Regions from separate parts of the Gasterosteus aculeatus genome. Here region 1 is linked to region 2. Evidence: chromatin contacts called from public Hi-C data. All regions are on one chromosome and are shown on one strand. The core of a region is the stretch at or near the end of the contact, and the rest is flanking DNA. Distances in the headings are between cores, read along the strand shown.

Evidence for each region. A called contact is a pair of places that touch in the nucleus more often than the background predicts.
Region 1: a Hi-C map of whole body shows a contact between it and region 2, with 5 times the contacts expected there. The contact joins the promoter of gtpbp8 here to the promoter of efnb2a in region 2. A contact is called at or near these places in 3 of 6 Hi-C or Micro-C datasets (skeletal muscle and whole body).

Annotation. Positions count from the first base shown.
Region 1 is chr16:1,807,196-1,809,895 of fGasAcu3.hap1.1, forward strand. gtpbp8 (GTP binding protein 8) reads left to right here and starts at 1,307. Exons shown (of 8, transcript XM_040201813.2): 1 at 1,307-1,445; 2 at 1,814-2,008; 3 at 2,112-2,265. The coding sequence starts at 1,839.
Region 2 is chr16:1,046,464-1,049,251 of fGasAcu3.hap1.1, forward strand. It overlaps efnb2a (ephrin-B2a), which reads left to right and starts at 1,275. Exons shown (of 5, transcript XM_040202553.2): 1 at 1,275-2,105. The coding sequence starts at 1,993.

The sequences.
Region 1 (2,700 bases), core at 57-2,556, 760 kb after region 2:
GGCGAAGGCAGACATTTAATTAGCTTGCAGAGCGCCGCTTTTACCAGGTCTGCACTGCCATCATGTGGAGAGAAAGGGGTCCCCAAATAGTGGGCGACCCATGAGTGGATCACTTGGATTCTTAAAGCTGAAAGTGAGAAAGCCCCCAGTGTGCCGAATGTACCTCTCAAATCATCAATCATAGCTGGATAAATATTAGAAGTGATCTCTTGTCCCCCAACTAGGGGGAGAATAAGCACTTTGTGCTCATGGACCTGTGAAACCTGACCACCTTCCTGACTATCGACGAAAGTCCATTTCCTACCAGGAAACTCAGCGCGCAGGAATGCGGAGTGGGAGAGAAGCCTGGAGGCGCTCTTATCACTGCCACCTCCTCCAACCGAATTTATGAGGACGTTTCCTTGGCGCGCTCTACGCAAACGTCAGTATTGTGATTCTCAATAATCCCCACCAAGAGGGTGATGGAGGATGTATGTGACAGCTAGAACAGTACCTTCCCCCGGGGAGGGGAGACGTCCCCCCCCCCCCCCACCAGCAGCGGGAATGCTGCTATGCGTGCTACCAGCCATGCATCAATATGAAGAATGTGGCTGGATATGAAACAATTACTCCCCCGATCGCTAATCGATGGATTAGCACAAGGATGGAGATGTGAGCGCAGCGCTGTACAAGCCCCCACTCGTCACCAAGCGGGCCGCACGGCCATGACAGAAGAGACACACACAACCAAGCAGATTAAGTGTATGTATTAGATTCAATTTACCAAGAAAGACACAGTGGAGTGTGGTATCAGCAACTGTTGTAGTTAAGGTGAGTGCATGAGTGGAAAGCGTGTATGCAATGTTGTTTAGTGTAGAAACAAACCACACTCTATGACCAAATACAACACAGTGGCTCAGGAAGGCGAGAGCCGCTAACCGAGGTCAAGGAGGCTTTTAACAGGAGACTGTGACACTGATGGGCAGCACGGTGGTGTGGTGGTTAGCACTGTACCCTCAATGCAAGATGTCTTTGTTTATCTTTATTTTAACCATGTAAAGCGTCTGAGTATTTTGTAAAAGTGCTATATAAATAAAATGTATTATTATTACTAAGATTTAGAATTAATCTCTTTTCAGCCTATGCTTTACTAAAACACACACATTAAGATTAGTTATTATATTACTACTGCTACTATTGCTGATATTTAGTATTAAGAAATATGTACAAACAAATTTATTTATTTTATTTCGATTAGTTTATTATTATAAGGTTCCGAATGGTTTGTTAAAATAACAACAAAGGCAGCGGAACCTTGAATGAGAACTGTTTCAGTCGGACTTATTTGAGCGGTGCACGTGACATGGAGGACAGTGGAAGAACTTGTAACAGGACAGTTATGTTGGTGACAGTTTTCACCAGAGTTCATTCCTTCATTTTATAGCAATGGAAATATTGGATGTTCGGTAAGTAGTGAAATGAACCCGCATCTTGAAATGTTACGTAGCTTAATGCTAATGTTTGTAGCTCAATGCTAATGTTTAGGTAGTTTGCTAGCCAAACTATTCTTCCTCAGGTGCACAGCTAAAGTCACACCGAGAAGGTTAACGCTACTTTTTATAAATGTCTTTCTACAACATATTTTACAATCCTTCCGGACTAACATGTCTCTCGTTTCCTGTTAACTAAGGTTACATATGTGTAATAACCTCGTGTAGTCGGCAGTAATATGTGGGGCGAAAGTGACGTCACGCCGGATCCACACCAACGCTAGTTTACAGTAGAATGTTTGACAAGGCTGCACGTAATCACCGGATCCTTCTCTCCGCTGCAGGCTGGTCTGAGACCTGCAGAGGAAGATGTTTGGTCTCCGGCTGTCCCTTTGGCTTCAGCCTGGGACACAGGTTTGTCCTGTCTCCTGGCACAGTGTCCACAAACTGGCCTCGCTTCAGAAAGCAACCGTTCTGCCCCCAAAGAAAGCCCAAAGCTTACTCTACCCCTTCAGTGCTCTGGAGGCTTACCTGGACAGGTAGTGTCTTTGCTTTCATCTGAAAGGAGTGTGTAGATTCCAGAGGCAGCATGTCTTTGTCCAGGTACTCTTTCAGAGCGTGAAGTGAGTCCTTTGTTTTCAGGTCAGTGGACAGGACTCAGTTCCAGCTCTTTCATCCCAGTTTGGAGGACATGGTTGAAGCAGAGAAGCTCTTCATCTCGTCTCCATCCCATAAGATTGATTACTACATCTCTGCGGAAAGGATGGACCACGTCCCTGCGCTGAAACCGCCTGAGGTTAGCGAGTGTCCTCTGTCACGCTGTTAACAACTGTGCTCCCAACGTGTCCCGACCACGGCTGAACTCGGTAGACATGTGCTGTAGAGACGGTGGAGGCCCCAGCAAAGAACCACAGGGCCCGCCGGATAAAACGCTTTAATGCCAGACGGGTTTTTTTCGGTGCAGGTACATCGTTAACAGTTTGCTAGTTACAGAAGACGTTGGTGTAAGGTACACGTAAGGGTCACGTGTCATCCCACGGGGGCAGACGTGGTCATACAGATGCGTCTTGTCGACGGGTTTTTTGTGCTGAACACAAGCAGGGATGTTCCTCAGGTCTCACACATCCTCATATTCACATGGCAACGTTTTCTGTCAATGCATTTACAAAAGAGTTGGAATCAATCATCTCTGTAAAGCTTATGAATTTAGGTCATTTTTCTTGTGACCTCT
Region 2 (2,788 bases), core at 25-2,524:
TAACGTTGAGAAACAAGACAAAATACATTGTGCAATTATATTAATCTTCATAATCACCCTTTTCACAAATAAACAAATACATAAAATAAACTAAATTTGCAAGTCCTGATTACACCTTTGTAGTCACACACGTTTAAATACGTCTGCCCGTTTAATTAAGTAAGGCGGGTGTCCTGCTAATCTAATTCGCACATCGGTGACTTCTTCCGTTAAACCGTCTCGGTATCAAATCCACACCAATAAACACGCCGTCTGCGCGCAGAGCCGCGCCTCCTGCGGGTGTTTATTCCACGGCGGGAGGTGAGAGAAGCCGAATCGGACTCCTCAATTATCTCCCGAAGATCTATCAGCCCGACCGTCGCTACGCAAACGGCCGCGAGCCACCGCGCGGAAAGGAGCTCGTGATCGAATCAAGTCGTCGGGAGGTGCGAGAGGTTGGCACGCGCATTGTGCTGCTGGGGGCCGCGGGCGGGAGGCGTGAACGCGCCATTTCAATTAGGCTTTAAAGGTATTGATATGATGGTTAGTGGTTCAGGAAGCAATTCTAGGCAACGTGGATGCTAATAACTGAATAATTGGGGCAGAGGAAAAAAAAACAAGCCTGCTAAAGCCTTTTTTTAAAGTTACAAACTATTTGAACTGTCTACGTCAAGACTAAACGTGTTTAAATACTTGAACGTTCTATTGTGTTGGCTGTTGATGGACACAGTTGTGTGTTGGTGCCTTTACATTTCATATAAACAGGATGAAACCTTAGCTTCCGCCTCTCCTCAGTGGATCCTCCACTAGTGGGCGCTCTTGTCTTTCCAAAAACACGGAGAGCCCCGTCGCGCGCTCGCCGGAGACACATGCACCAGCACCGCGAGCGTCACGGCAGCCTGTGTTTCTCGCTGTTTTCCATCACGGGGTCTCAGACTGCGTTCGCGTGCGGGCAGCGCGCGCTGTGCGTTGTTTGGGAGCTATAAAAAGACGAGTCACGCTCAGCTTTTATCTTATAGAGGAAACAGGCTCGTGTCATCACCCATGTCACAACCTTTTCTATCATGTGAAGTATTATTGAAGGAATTAGATCCATTCTTATCACGTAGGACACTTTCAGCACTGGAATTCAGCCGATTCACTCCGTTCTTCCCATTTTGCTCCCCACTGGTCACCGCACAGAACCAGTTGCCCCGTTGACTGACAACAAAGCTCCCACTAACTTCACCGCGCAGCGACCAATCAGCGGCGGCGGGGGGCGGGGCCGTGCCAAACCAGCTCTACCAAATTCCCCGTCGCGGTGCTTGCAGTTACTTTCCATCCAGGTTTCAGAGCGGCGCTGAGGCACCATCCCTACGCGGTGCGCGGGCGTTTCGGGACGGATCTGTAGCATTCAGCCGCATCGCTCGTTGGAGACCTCTAGTAGGATAACTTCCATCCCCGCTCCTTTGATTTCGTTCATTCTCATATTTAATCATTTTCTTCATTTTGACCATTCGACCTCATTGATTCCTGCGTGTCATTTTTCTGCTGCCGTCGGCCACAGTTTGCTGCTGTCCACCAGAACTGTCTGAAAGGGGAATATCTGAGCATTCCACCCCAGCCACCGCTGTCCTACTCTCTGCTGCTGCTCTGGATGTTGGCGGGACTCCTGGACTATAACGCAGGGGGGATTTACAGCGGACACCGACACCTTTTTGTCTCTGAGGGATGTATTGGAGCGAGGTGAAGTCTGCGCTCTGAACGGGGGAGAATACAAAGCCGCTGTCCGCCGAATGAACTACTGGCGTGCGCCTTTGGCTTTTTTGGAACAGGTCTCTCTCGTGGAGGTGCTCTACGAGGTCTGATCGGAGTTTGTCCCCCCCCCCCCCTCCTCCATTGGATCGGGATATAAGGTGAAGACATTGCCGCGGTCAGCCTTTTCCGGAGCGCTTGTCCTGCGCTCTATTTTTGTGGACACATTTGGTGATTTCGAGGAGGATCGGGCACCAACTGGAGGCGCGCCGGCTAACCATGGGTGACTCGATGTGGAGATATTATTTTGGAGTTTTATTTATTGCCTTCGAAGTGGACTTGTGCCGGGCGCTGATCCTGGAGTCCATCTACTGGAACACAACAAATACCAAGTAAGTGAGACACGCCGCGCGGACACCTGGCCCGCGTAGCTCCGTGCGCGGGGCGACGATTCGATGCCAGACTCCGTGGAAAAATATAGCAATTTAATGTCGGCTTGCCTGCCTTTGCGGTATTTTATTACAATCATCTTTCAAATTCAGAATATCGCGAGTGGAACAAAGAGCAGTCAGCACCGCGTGATTTGCAACTGAATTAATATTCGCGTGTTATCGCCACCTCCTTTCTGACGCGCTAATGTGATTAAACGGGTCGCGAAAGTAATATTTTGTAAAAAAAAAATATAACTACAGTTCATATTTGATCACGCGTTTGGCGCGTTTCTCAGATAACCATAATACTCCGTAAACATCCGATATAAAGATCTGCCGTGCAGCTAAACTCCCAACCTGTTTGGGTAACTGAGAAGAATTGATGTTAACAACACGGGTAATATGTCGGGAATTATACAGACATCATCCACGCCAGCAGCCCGTGTGGAAGCGGCTGTATTTAGACACGCTCATTGCTTTACGGCTTAACTGATTTTCCGTTGCCGTCTCGTTGTCGCCGTTGGGGGATATTTACGCGCAGAGCGCAGCGAGGGCCGCTCCGCCGTGCGCCACGAACACAACACACCAACCCGCCGCACTTTGTGCGCTTCATTCTTTGGGTGTGTGGCTAATTTTGGGGGCTT